2 separate regions of the Mus musculus genome follow, and region 2 is linked to region 1. A link is a contact called in public HiChIP or PLAC-seq data. All regions are on one chromosome and are shown on one strand. The core of a region is the stretch at or near the end of the contact, and the rest is flanking DNA. Distances in the headings are between cores, read along the strand shown. Region 1 overlaps Auts2 (autism susceptibility candidate 2). Region 2 overlaps Auts2 (autism susceptibility candidate 2).

Region 1 (7,164 bases), core at 1,395-3,894:
GCTGCTGGTGCCCCTGACCACGTGTGCCGAGGCCAAGTTTCCCCACATTCATTTTTCACCATCAGCCTCTCTGTCTCACCGTCCTTACCTAATTTTTTTTTTCACTCCAAGCTGTAGCTCCATTATTTTGGATGGAAAACAGTCCTCTGGCTTCTGATCTCAGGCTTAAATAAAAATGTCCTCCTGTTCTCCGTGATATATTTGCTTATCGGATTTATTTAATGAAATATGGATTTATGCCATAAATATTGGAGTTGGTGTCGTCCATATTTCAATTAATGGATCATTTATATGTCATGCTAACTTTGTAATTACCGAAATGTAGAAATATAGTGGAGGGAAATGAATCTCTGATCTCCTTTACATTCCGCCCCCATCTGAGGTGTCGGCAAGAGGAGGAAGATTTAATGTGAGGTTTCCTAAAGAAAGGGCAGGGGACTGGAGAAGCAGGTTCCTCCAGCAGGGCTGGTGGAGATTTGTATAGCACTGTGAATTCCAAGCTCCTAACAGTGGTGTGCTCGCTGTCCTCAGAGAGCAGGAAGTGAGGTCGTGGCCAGAGGGTCTGGCCATCAATCTACCTCCAGGTCTTCATGATCATCATCTCTGTCTCGGTCATAAAGCACAAACTATTTTCCCTTTTGCCAAGTCTCAGGCTTAAATGGCTCTAAATATACATGAATATAGATTTCTCACTGCGTCCTGCTGCCGGAATTCACTAGGAACCCTCACCTGACCTGGGAGAGAGAAAATGTGTCCTCCATCCCCTGCGAACCAGCAGCCTGTCACTTGGCTTCATCTTTGGCAGAAGGTTCTGCCCTGGATGGTACCCTAGTGATCTCTCTTGCTCTCTCTCCGTCTCTCATCCCCGCTAGTTGCTAGCCAGAGAAATCTGGCAAGAGGTGCCCAGACAGTGACTCTAACTCATGTACATAATTCTATCAGAATACATCCAATGGTGGAGGAAAAATCATTGTTCTCTCAACTAGCTGAGCTGAAGCCCGAGCAGAAAATACTAAAGTCAGCCGTGCCTTTGAGCTGCCTCTAACAGCGCCCTTTGGAGACCCATTTCATACAAAATTTGAAGCCTGTGTTTATTGCCCATTAAAGCAACCTTTATTTTATGGCAAATGTTGCAGTAATTGCCTTTTACGAAGAGCACTTTGTAACACACATGCACAGTTGAAAGAAAACCACTCTGGTATTGTCTATCGGGACGTAATGGCGCAATTAATTTTACTCCATCTGTTCCTGAGACTTTAAAGGAAAATGGATTTTTTTTTTGAGCGCACTTTAATGAAGAAGATAAAGCGGCCCGGCTGGTGTCCCACAGGCTCTGCGCAGTAAGTTCAGATTATTGCTCAGTCTGTCAGAATGGGCCGCTTCCCTCAGCAGCCGACACAGCCAGCAACCCGCTCTGGCCCCTCGCCGCGCCATTCCCGATGACAAACTGCCAGCCAGCTCCCACAAAAGCACGATTAAAATGTCAGCACAGGATGACGAAGGGGCCAAGAGGGTCCTCGGAGACAAACTGTGTTCAGTATGAGTTAATACTTTACAGCAGGGCTGGGGCCCAGCTTGCTTGCTGGCTGCTCTCAGGCTGTTGGCTCGCCTCGAAGACGATGAAAGGGGCAGGGCTGGCGACTCGGTGGCAGGAAGGATGTGCCCTGCGCATGTCTGTGTGGCTGATAGGTGTGTCACACTTTGGAAGAGGTACCTGTGAGCTTAGACCACTGAATTTTGGTTCCCCTCAGTAGGTTCTTAGCTATAATGACGGGGTTGGGGGTTAGGGGTGGGGTTTGCCCGGAAGGACCCTGTTGCCATAAGCTTTGTCTTGGATGTTGTCAGCATCTTTCAAAGATCACAAGGGCTACTGTGAAGATGCCCAAGAGTGAAGCCATCCATCACAAAGAGATGGCTAGGCAAAGAATATGACCATCATCACCTTAGATTCCATATGCCAGAGTCTCTAGACTCTAATGAATAACTGAGGCAATCAAGGTTCCAACAGCATGATGTCTTTCTGCCTGCCTGCCTGCCTGCCTGCCTGCCTGCCTTCTTAACTCAGGGCCTTAGCTGAGTAGCTAGTTCCTTAGCTTGTTCCAGCCTTAGCTGGTTCCAAATTTGCTGAGTAGCTGAGGATGACCTTGAACTTCTAATCCCCCTGCTGAACCATGCCCAGGTAATGTGGTCCTGGGGATCAAACCCAGGACTTCATGCATGCTAGGCAAACACTCTGTCCATTGAGCTGTGTCTACAGCCCAGCACAATGTCTTGTATTGGCCTATCAGCAACCCCAGGCCACAGTCCAGTAACCCAAGCAGAAGACAAGCCAGGCAAACTGCATCCTTTCCCCTGTCTCCCTCACTACAGCTGTGCGACCACAAGGAAGCGATGAAAAGGCCAGGGATTTACATCTCTGGCCTCCTGCAGAGACCTGGTCTGCCATCCTCGCCAGGCAGCAGGTGTGAGCTGCTGCCATTGTCCCTAATGGTTATTACCAGCAATAAGCAGGACAAATGTGAGGTCATCTCTCCCGCTGGCAGGTCAGAGGGGGATGGATGGCAAGCCCCTTAGAGACTAGGAAATGAGATGGTCAGTATCCATGGGGGAAGTGTCTCCAAGGCCAGGCTGCAGCGATGCTAAGCAAAGGGCAGAGGGGAGGGGAGGTGGGACGGAAGACCTCTTGTAGTGTGATTCCAGATGTCCACTCCTACTCAAGAGCAGTCAGGGGTGACCATTGTTAGTGGGGAAGCAAGCCAGTGTACATGCGTGGTACCGACAGGGTAACCACAGGGAGGAAGGAGGGCCCAATGCTGCTGGCTGAGGTCAGGGGGAGTTGGTTTCCTCCTGGCACATCACCACAGGGCCAAAGCCTCACAAAAGGTAGTTGAGAGAAGCCCTGCTGGTTTCTAATTAAACTTCTCACCGCCCTTCACCCTTCGGTCATTTATCCGGGGAGGACTGCCAGGCTTTCTCACTTCCTGGCTGCTCTCTCCCACTCTTGTCTTGTGACTGCTTCTCTGATGGCGAGGGAGCCTCCCACAGTTCTCCTGCTTATCTTATGTCCTCCTCTCTCCCTCTTGCCATGGTTCCCACCTCTCTCCCTTGATCTGGCCTCTCCTCTTCTCCTCCCCCCCCCCCCCCCAGCTTTCTATCAGCCCCATCTCCTGAAAGTGTTTTCCTGGATCCTTCTGCCTTTTTATGGTTCTCAAAGGTTCTTCCTTCCGCCACCAGTTTTCCTGTCTTGAACATCACCTGGCTTTTAGGGTACAAACGGATGTCTTGGGGGCTACTAAGTACACAATAGCTTCACTGTCCTGAAACATCAACCTCTTAAAGCAACCAGTGTTCCATTACCATCTCTGCAGGGAGGTTACAAGGGGACCTTTAAGTTCCTCCATACACTATAAGGTTGCTGGAAGGAAAGACAGACAAGGGAATGGGAGACTCCTTTTAACGGTACTCACTCCTGTGTCTGCTTAGAAGCCTTTCAGGGACTCCCACTGACACTCTAGGATGCAAGGGAGTGAGCGAACTGTACTCTGCAGGAATCTTCTAGCAAGCTCTTTGCAGAGCTGGAGGGGGCAGTTGAAGGGAAAGTCACCCCAATTTTGCTCTACCCCTCTCTCTTCTGCTTGGATTTCCTCAAGAGTTACCTCCTATCTCCAACCACCATAAAGGTCTCTGGTTTTCTGCCTACCCATGCCACTGAGGAGGAATGCTGCTCTTTTTGTTATTTTATTGAGATTTGTTTATTTCATTTTGTGTGTGTGTGTGTGTGTGTGTGTGTGTGTGTGTGTGTGTGCTCACGTATGCAATGCTTGCTAAATCCAGAAGAGGGCGTAGTGTCAGATCCCCTGAGCTACAATGTAAGGACTGGGGACATAACTCCAAACTTGGATCTTCTGCAAGAACAGCAAGCACTCAGAACTGCTGAGCCACTTTCTAGCCCCCTCAAGAGAAATATTTTAAATTGATGCTATTTTAATAATCCAAATAGTAGGCATACATTTGGGCCAAGTTAACGAATGCAGGAAATAGGAGAAATATTGTACTAGCCATAACCCAGAGCCAGGGGAGCTAGGAAGAGGAAAGCATCCTGAAAAGAGGATGCTTCCCTACGCAGGTGGCATGCCCAGGGAGCATAAATAATGGACTTGGAGCTTTGAGGTAGATAAGCAGGCTCCATCGTGTCTTAACTGCTGATACGCAAGAGACAAATTCAGGGTCTTTTGTTAACTCTCAGGAAAGACAGTCTCCCCTTTCTTTTCTCTTTGCACAATGCCATGTCCTGAGAAGTGTGCTGAGATGAGGGTAGCACGCTGACGGTTTTTATTCCTGAGGGGAGACATGGAATGGGGAAATATCACACCTCTAACCTGCATGTTTTCCTGCAAGACTCCATAGCGTTGAGGAACTGGGCACAGAGGCCTCTTGAATACTCCTTAGTATGGTTTTGCCTGAAGAGGGCGAGACGTTCATTCTGCAGTGTCTTTCATTTTAAAGTGTATGTGTGTAAAGTGTGTGTGTGCATATGCGCATGCATGTGTGTACTCGTGTGTATCTTCCTTTGTGCCTGATCGTGTGCACATGCACATGCATAGCATGCATGCTTGCAGAGACTAGAAAAGGATGTTGGTGGTACTTCAGGGGCGGAGTCACAGTGTTATGGGTATCTGTCAGGTGTGCTGGACTGCTAACTAACTCTTTGGTCTCATGATTGAACAGGAAGAACTTTTAACCACCAAGCCAGTGATTTTCAACCTGTCGGTCATGATCCCTTTAGGAATCAAACGGCCTTCTCACGGGGGTCAAATAAGAGCCTCAGAAAATACATGTATTTACATTACAATTCATAACAGTAGCAAAGTTACAGTTATGAAGTAGCAACAAAAATAATTGTATGCGTTAGGAAGGTTGAGAACCACTGCACTCAGCCATCTTTCCAGCCCTCATTACAAAGAGTTTCTATTCTCCTCCTCCAGCCCCAAGAAGCAACAAGCCTTAATGATGTGTAAAGTGGCTTGAGTACAGATCCCTGTGTCCATATGCAAAGCCGGAGAATATTTATAATATCAGTGCTGGGAAGGCAGAGACAGGAGGATTCTTAGGGCTTGCTGGCCAGTCGGTATAACCAAATTGAAGATGTTTAGGTCAGTGGGAGACTTTGTCTAAACAAATAAAGGTAGAAGATGAGCCAGGAAGAGGACCCCCCGGCCCCCTGTGGACTTCAGATATCCCCATGCATGGATGTGCACATGCATGCTTGTGTACACACACACACACACACACACACACACTCACTCACTCCAAAATGACCCACAAACCACATAACTCCATGGCTTTTGAATGCACTGCATCATAAAACCAGCTTCCCATGACTTCCTCAAGCAGTAAACCCCCAGCTTGGGACTGGGGGACGCAGCCCTGGGTCTTTAATGGACTACAGCTGAGGCAAGTTGAAAAGAGGGAGGGCTGTAAACCTCAGAGCAGGCCTCACCAATGCCGCCCACCGTGGCAGAATGATTCAAGAGGCTCCAAACTTTGCCTCATCAAGTCGGAGAATTCTGTGCAAATGAACTTTTCAAGAATTATGCCGCCGTTGGCATTACAGTATTACACGCACGCCCGTTCCCGATCACTCACTGGAACTTATTTTGTAGTTAACCTCCATAAAGGACTGCGAGAGCGAGCCCAGGCCTGTCACACACACGTTATTTAGAAGCCCTTATTATTATTTTATTGCTAGTCCTTGACAGCTGAGGAAAAGCCAAGCGCTTTAATCTTTTTTTTTCCCCTCTCCCCCTTTAGTTTACAGTGTAAGAGCTCTGTGTAAGATGGATTTGATTAATATGTAACAGAGATGCAATTCTCGGTAAAATGTGCTGTACGTTAGCACCCCGGAAAACAAACTGCAGCACAATGGCTTAAATCTCAGTCCATTGTATTATATAGACATCATAAATAATAGAGAGCAGGCAGATATTGCTGCTGGCTTCATCTGCATAACACATCTGAGCTCTCCGTAATGCGTTCAGCTTGTCACTTTTAGTGCAGAAAAGAAGCCGTAAAGCTAACAGCTGACTAACACACATCGGCTCTACTTCTCCTTCCAGAGGGGGGTGAATGCTCATTAAGACATCTTAGCCCTGACTTTTAAAATCCATAACTCTTACAAATGTAAAAAAGTTGCCACGAAAGATTAAGCGCATAATATATGTCAAATGTATAATTTTTTTTCATGCCTCTTCACCAGCAGCCAGCAATCCCTGCTGCCACCGATATCACCGCCACGCCAAAACCCTCCCTTCTTTTATAACCCTTACCCTAAAGGAAAGAAAATATAAAATGCCCAGGTTTCAGATAAAACCAGATGAAATATCATGTTCATGACCAGTGTAAGCAGTAGTATATTTTTTTCTTTTTATTTTTCTTTCTTTCTTTCTTTCTTTTTTTTTCTCTTAAGGATCCCGCATTACCTAGGTTAGCCTTAAATTCACTAAGCTGTCAAGGATGACCTTGAACTCCTGAGCCTCTGCCTTCACCTCCCGAATTCTGGAGTGAGAAGCGTACACAGGTTTATGTGGCACTAGGGCTAGAACCCTGGGTTTTGTGCACGCTGGGCAGGCACTCTGCCAACTGAGCTACATCCACGACACCTTTGTTTTGTTTGTTTGTCCTTCTAAGGAAAATAAAAACAGAAAAAGATAGTGTTACATTTTATCGTGTTTTATGTTATGTTATATATGTTATGCCTAAAAGGTAAGTTGAGAGAGTCAGTTCTCTCCACCATGTGAGGGGCTAGCCTCAAGCACAGTATGTAGCCCGGGCTGGCCTTAAACTCCTGGTCCTCCTGCCTCCACTCCTGAGTGCCAGGACCACAGGTATTCCATACCATGCTACTATACCCAGCTTGGTATTTTGGTTCTGAGTGACCCCCCCCCCAGAAGGTTGCCCCCCTCTTCCCTTTCTGTGTCTACGACCAGCTCTGAGGGAACTGGGAGCTGTCCTCTCAATCCCACCGTTCAGCCCGGTCACACAGTCACCCTTGGCTACTTGAAATGCTTTGCTGGAGGAAGGAAGCCCTCATCCCATTCCTGATGGGCGGAGGCATCTTAGTCATCAGGGACCAGTGTGGTGCTCTGATAAGTGTTCCTGGGGCTT
Region 2 (7,164 bases), core at 1,897-4,396, 270 kb before region 1:
AGTTCAAGTTCTAATCTAGAGGCTGTGGTGGTCGCTGTCAGTAACATACTTGTGATTTATGCATGAGGACCTCAGTTCAATCCCTAGAACCCACGTGAAAATAAAGTATAGCAAACCGCATGGTGGCATGTGTTTAGAATCACAGCTATTAAGATGCAGAGAGCAGCAAGTCCCTGGGGCTCACTTGCCTGCTGTACCAGGTCAGTAAGTGACCTTAGGTCCCAATGAGAGAGCCTGTCTTAAAACAAGGAGAGGATGGAACCTGAGTTTAGGATCTGGCCTTAATGTGCATATACACATGGCCCTAGCAACAGAATCTCCATGTCCTTACAGCTGAGTCATCATGGCGCCCTATGAACTTGCTCTGTTATAGACTAAAACAGCACTAACATGTCACATAAGATCGAAAGGAGGGATCATGACAGGAATGTGGCTGATGAAATATCCCCCAAGGCCCATCTTCACCAAATCTCTGACCCTCTACCGGTTGTTCCCATGTGATGTCATCTTCCAGAGAGTGCCTTCCAGCAGTGGCTCAAGGCCTTCCTGTGCCCTCTATTCCCGTACCTCCCCACCACTCTGTGGCCCACCTGCCTCTCCCCGATGCCCGTCTCTCTGGGTGTATCCACAGCTGATGGCCTCCCTCTGTTATTGGCTGTTTGGGCACTAGGCAGATCTGCCTTCCCTGCCTGTGAGAGCAGAGTCCTAACAGCATTGCCCTGCACCAGGGATCTCGGAGGAGCTTTATGGCTCTAGCAGGTACTCGCAGCTGATATATGACACTAATATAGGGTTCACTTTTATTCTCCACCTAAAAAAAGATAGATTGTTCCAAGTTTAGACAGGCTGTAAAACCGCGTGCTTCTGGAGCCGCACCGCCCTCCCCAGAGACCGCTCTAATTGCTTTACATCCGTACAAAGGTTCCTTGTAATCGGGCTTTCTGCCTTCATTTGTCTTCTTTTCAGCCTCTTAGTAAAGACCTTAATTGGTCTTGGTGGGGCTTTTTTCAGTTAGTGCAACTATACCTTCAGGGCTGAACAAGTAGCAGACACTACCTGAGGGGAGAAAGCGGGGGAGATGGGAAAGACATCAATACTCCTTTACCTTTCAGAGTTTAATTAATGTGCTCAGAACAAGGAGCGAGCAGAAAGAATTTCTGCTCCTCCGGGACCCCGCTGCAGATCAGACATAACCGGGGTTAGGTGGAATTTTCTAGATCTCTTTCCCACTTCAGTCTCTGTGAACACTCATTAGCCTCGTAATTGTCTCACAGTAAACTGCTGTATCAGGTTTCCATCCATCTATGCTGGATCGAGTTGCTCCGGCATCAATAGACTGGAGTACTGGGGGATGCCTGTGAAGGGAAATAGCCTCTAATTTCTGTTTCTTAGCTACTAATTATTTAATAATACATTTTATTGCCTATTAAAATGTGGCATAACTTGCTTGTCAGCAAAACGAGATGGAAACTAATCATTTGTGGAAAAGGATAATTGGCGCTTATACAGATGGCTTTTTACCTCACGTTGGATTGGTTATTGTGGGTGGATTTCCTCGCTGGGTTTCTCGGTTCTGTCCATGGGTTGGTCAGCACTCCTAGGTGGGTAACTTTTTCTTGCCCTTCCTTCCTTCTCCACGCCTAGTTTTCAAAGGCCCCAGTGGATTTTGTATCTCACTGGCAATCACCTTACATGCTGGAAAACGCTCCAGTAGAGACATTGTTTAAACAAAGGGTGTTTTCATGATGGTTGGAATTGGTCAAAACTTACAGGTTTTCATCTAGTTTTAAAAAAGAGGAGGGGGGGGGAGAAACCCATGTAGGAAAATTGGATCCGTTCCCAGCTCCCTCATAGAACTTCACAAAGGTTTTCCTGTTTTTTAAGAATGACCCCTTAAGGAATGTTGCATAAATTCCAGAAAATTGCCCCCCATTGATTCCTGGAGGCACATTAAAAAGCAAAGGGGGCATGTTAGGGGTGGATGATTTGATGGCAGGATTACTTTATGGGATCTAACTGAGGGGATCTAGTGATTGAGCTGTAAGTGGGTAAAGTCCGCCAGTGTTTGTTTGTAGCAGGCCTGAGGGTTTGCCAGCTCTGTGGTCCAGAATGTTTTCAAAGGTGCTGACGTGGGAGAGAACAGCTTCCTACAAGCCTGACGGTGCCCAGGCCAGCCTCAGGCAACTGTAAGCATGGGACCAGACTTCACATGTTCATTGCCGGTCTAAAAAGCCTACTAGGTGACACGTGCCTATACCTACCCTGCCCGGGAGGCAGACACAGGAAGCTCCAGGTCCAGTACCTCAGTCTGGAGATTAAAGAGTTAACAAGGCAGGCACTTAATGCTGAACCTCAGGTATCCGTTATGCCTGCTTGCACACCTCCATGTTTACCTGTGCGAGCACACAAATCACATGCATACGCCACACGCTCTTTTTTTTTTTTTTTTAAGATTTCTTTATTATTATATCTAAGTACACTGTAGCTGTCTTCAGACACCCAGAAGAGGGCATCAGATCTCCTTATGGATGGCTGTGAGCCACCATGTGGTTGCTGGGATTTGAACTCAGGACCTTCAGAAGAGCAGTCAGGTCACACACTCTTAATTAACTCCTTCATTAGTTAAACACAGTAAGGCCTTCAGTGTTGTCAACCCCTACATGTTCTAGATGCCTTCCTCCCTGCTTTGGAAGAGATGCCTTTGTCTTTTAGGTAGCTCTGATGAGGTCTACCTGCACCAGAACATGTCACCTCTCTGCCTGTTGTCACCATAGGCAACTACACTTCTCCCCATCAAGAAAGGGATTCTCTAGACTCAAAGTTACTTGCATGCTGAACATTTCTAGTCCTGGGTAGATTCAACCTATGGAGAGCTCATAGTGGGAAGTTAAACGCAGCAGAAATGGTTATTAGGCAAACCCAACTGAGTCTTTCATGAAAATACTAAAACCTACAAGAATTCTTCCGAATCTGGAGAGGACCTGATATATGCAGAGAGGCTGATATATGCAGACCTGGAGTCTGCGCTGCAGGGGCTCTGTCATTAGTTGCTTCTGTGTCTGTGAAATGACTCCTTTTAACATCACAGTGAGTTTTTAACCTGATGACAATGGGGCCTAGTGAAACACTTCAGTAAAACAGGAACCAGATCAGCATGGGGGCCAGACCCAGTCTTCCCTGTCTTGTATGCCTGCCTTTCCTGTGTATGCAGCCCTGCCTGCAGCCTTTCTCCTCTTCCCCTATGTTTTCTTCTTTCTTCATTCTTTCTCCAGAGTCCACGCTCATCAGGGGAATTAGAGACAGAGCAACAAGTGCACATTAAGATTCTGCACCAGAAAAGGCATCAAAGCCCAACATATCATCGTAGGACCCAGTGTTGAAATGTTTCTTTCCAGAGAATTCAAAATACTACTTGCAGTCTCACTGCAAGTACATATGTTGCCTGGTATTCTCAGCCAGAAGAAAGTCACTTCAAGAAATAGGAGCAGGCTGTGGGAATGGCTCAGTAGGTGAAATGCTTGCTGTATATGCTACAGTTTGGATTCCTTGGTCCCGTGTAAAAGCTGAGCCCAGCATCTCAACACCGGTAGGAGTCGTGGGGAGAAGAAACATTCAGATTCCTGGAGCCCACCAACCAGTTTTTGTTGTTAAAATAGCCAGCTCCGGGTTTTATGGGTCACTGTCACAAATAATAAAGTAGAGCGCAAATTAATTAAAATACATGATAGTAACCCCATTTTTTTTGTCCATGGGGTCTGTGGGTGCTGGGGTCCTGGTCAAGGTGGTGGCAGTTGTATGCACTTAAATGTAATGGTGATATCTCTTCCATTTCCAGAGGGAACTTAGAGAACACTACATCTGGCTGTGTCAGAAAGAAATGCACTTAGCTTTTACGTTGTGGAGCAGCTAATGGTCATTTAGACAGTGAAAGTTAGGTTTTTTTTGTTTGTTTGTTTGATTTGTGTTTTTGTCCAATTAATTGGTTCATTGCTTATAAGACAGGGTCCCATATATAGGATGCTTCTGGTAGTGGTGGTGGTGGTGGTGGTGGTGGTGGTGGTGGTGGTGGTGGTGGTGGTGGTAGTAGTGTATGTTTCTCTATGTGGTGTGCTTATGTTTATGGGAGGGGGTACACCTGGCCTTGTACATTTGCCAAGAAGGCAGAGGTTAACATATGGTGTTTTCTTAGTTATTTTCCATGTTACTTATTGAGATAGTGGCTAGCTAGTCCAGCCAGTCAGTTTATCTCAGAAATCCTGTCTCTATTCCCTTAAGAGAAGACTACAGTCATCCTGGCACCCTCATCCACTGGTTTTTACATGGGTGCTGGGGATCCAAACTCAGATTCACATGCTTGCACAGCAGGGACATTACTGATGACATCATCCCACTAAACCCCAGCCTCCTGCTTATTTTCATTCCTTAGGCTCAAGCTGAAAAGATCATTGGTGATGTCTGTATGTGGCATGGGAGGTCTGAGGAGATGTGTTTGTGTTTGTGTTTGTGTTTGTGTGGGATGTGTTTGTGTGGTGCAGTGGAGTCCTACACAGGGAGGGACTTGTAAGAGTCATTTTGCTTCAAGGCTCCAGTGCATAGACTGCTGCTTGTGTCTGACATCAGCACGTTCTTAATAATGCAGTGTGTACTTATTTATTGATCAGACCGGTTAAGTGGTAAGACATGAGAAAAGGGGCACTATTATCTGGTAATTGACCATATTGGAGAGTTAAGTGTTCTGACGAGGAACTGTGTTTAACCTCCTGATAAGATATATTTGACGATAATGCCTGCTTTGGTAATAAGCCTAAGCTGCTAAGAACTTTATACTCTGGTGACATTAAACAACCCAGTTTTGATGATGGCCATTGTGGTGTTAATGACCAGATATTTCTGGAAGTCACTAGGAAGAGAGTTACTGGCTTTCCTAATTTGGGGTAGAGACATGGGTAGAAGAGGCAGGCATTTTTGGACGGCACTGTCTAGTGAGATATTCATTCATTCGTTCGTTCATTCATTCCTTCATTCATGCAGGCAGCATCTTCTGTGAATGGATGATGCCTATTATCATGGATTTCCAAGTTTAGTAAAATACCTTACCTAGAGCAACTTGAGTTCTAACAAAATGATTTCAAGACTTGTGTATACACGTAAAACCAAAGCTCTTCTCATTCATTCATTCATTCATTCATTTACTCAGACAGGGTCTCCAGTATTTCAGGCTATCCTTGTGTGTAGTTTGTATCTGAATATACCCTCGTTTTTATTTTATGTATATGGGTGTTTCCCCTCTGTGTGTGTGTGCGTGTGTGTGTGTGTGTGTGTGTGTGTGTGTGTGTGTCTGCATGTTTGACATGCCTGTGGAGGGCAAAAGAAGATCTCAGATCCCCTGGGTCTAGAGTTTCAGCTAATTCCCATGTAGGTTCTGAGAATAAAAATCTGGTCCTCAAGAAGAGCAGCCAGTGTTCTTAACCACTGAGCCATCACCGTAACCCCAGATTATCATTAAAATGTCTTTTAATTATGTGTATCTGTGTGTGTGAGGGGGGGCGTGAGGGAGTGTTGGGGGGAAATCTATGATTATATCACTTGGAGCTAGAGTTAAGGGCAGTTATAAATTGGCAAATGTAGACACCAAGTCCTCTACTGGAGCTCTAAGCACTCCCTGGGACATCTCCTTCCCCCCACCCTTCAGGGGAGTGCTGTATAAGAAAGGTAGCTAAGCATGAGCGTGTGAGACTACAATCCAGCAAGCAGAATCTCTTCATAGATTTTCCCCTTTTGTTCCTGCCCCGACTCCCCCAAATGATGGAGTGTGACCTGGAAGTGTAAGCCAAATAAATACGTGTCTTCATTCCCTGGTCCACTTTTGATCAGTGTGCTTTATCTTATCAGCAGAAATCAAACGGTAACAGGTACCATACACAGAGTGGTGTCATACTTGGGGTAAGTTTGTGAATGAGAGGCGACAGGGCTTCCACCGGTGCAGCCGTAGTGACCTGAGAGAGAAAGGAATTCTAAAGGGAGCTTAGATGTGATCTTTCAAACATCTGAAAGACTGGTAAGGAAGACCCAGGGGTAGACTGTGGGAACAGCATCCTTGAGATGAGTGGCCCAGCAGAAACTGAGTTTGAGAATGGGGAAATCAGCTCCGTTAGAGGGAAGTCTGGGGCGTCTGTGGAAGCAGCTATGTGGTGGACTTCAGCCAAGAACTAACGATAGCACCTTTGGTCAAAAATACAAAGCTACTGTTGATAGCTGGGGCAGAGACAGTGGTTAGTACACACAAGGCCATAAGTTCAGTCCTCATGATAGAGAAAATGGGACAGGGAACAGGAAGGAGGAGCAGCAGCAAGAGGAGGGGGGATACACAAGAGGTGGAAGAAGAAGAGGGTGGGGCAAGAAAGGGGGAGGAGAGTAGGGGTAAAGGTGGAGAAGGAGGAACAGAAAAATAATTACTATTGGTGTTTCAAAGATAAATATCCAGCAAAAGATACCATTCAAGGTATTCTTCGGTATCTGGAAAAGACTGATACGGCAGAAGACTATAAAAGCATTCCGATGGGACAGCAACAGTCATCCGATCCATGGAGGGAACAAGGACACGACTCTTCCAAGCACTCCTAGTTCTGCCACCGACAGCATTCAGCAAATCCCATTTCATAGAGCATCTAGAGTCAAGATTGCATTAGAATTGCTCAAGGGGAAGAAGTATATAGCAGTGCTTATGGGGTTGGGGTATGAAAGAATGCCACAGCCCAAAGAAGACGCAGAGATGAAAAGCGGGTGTGCATTTGAACACAAGGAGAAGATGTTTGTGTGCTGGGGTTGCTCACTGACAGCGTCAGAAATTTAAATGCAGACTGACCAAGAGCTCCACCTCAGGCCTACCACTTACCAGATACTGACTTCATTCATGATGTTCTTCTGTGAGCCTGTGTCCTCGTTCTCAAATGAGATCAGCTCTCCCACTTTATAGAGTTGTATAAGAATTCAGTGAAACCAAGCCCCTAGAGGGGTTGGAGAGATTTCTCAGTGGGTAAAATACTTACTATACACTCGTGACAAGCAGGGTTCAGAACCCCAAAACCCATGTAAAGTCAAGTAAGCATGGCAATTTACCTTTAATCCTAGCACTCGGGAGACCAGATACAGGGTTTTCCAAGG

What was found. HiChIP or PLAC-seq counts read pairs in DNA pulled down with a chosen protein or histone mark.
Region 2: a contact with region 1 is called in an H3K27ac HiChIP or PLAC-seq map of differentiating embryonic stem cells, with 2.4 times the contacts expected there. The contact joins two enhancer-like sites. A contact is called at or near these places in 1 of 484 Hi-C or Micro-C datasets (nephron progenitors), 4 of 115 datasets of contacts at active chromatin or transcription factors (differentiating embryonic stem cells, embryonic basal ganglia, embryonic limb bud and 1 more) and 1 of 9 other capture datasets (embryonic tail).

The regions. Positions count from the first base shown.
Region 1 is chr5:131,580,166-131,587,329 of GRCm38.p6, reverse strand. All of the region lies in intron 5 of Auts2 (autism susceptibility candidate 2), which reads left to right. Among named protein-coding and RNA genes, the nearest start is that of Gm29681, 170 kb to the right of the region's middle. Within about 2 kb of position 2,644, at least 56 of the 459 cell types and tissues checked have an H3K27ac peak or open chromatin away from gene starts, as enhancers often do. A contact at or near this core is called in differentiating embryonic stem cells, where this site is marked.
Region 2 is chr5:131,845,818-131,852,981 of GRCm38.p6, reverse strand. The region is part of intron 4 of Auts2 (autism susceptibility candidate 2); the gene reads left to right. Among named protein-coding and RNA genes, the nearest start is that of 4930563F08Rik, 31 kb to the left of the region's middle. Within about 2 kb of position 3,146, at least 8 of the 459 cell types and tissues checked have an H3K27ac peak or open chromatin away from gene starts, as enhancers often do. A contact at or near this core is called in differentiating embryonic stem cells, where this site is marked.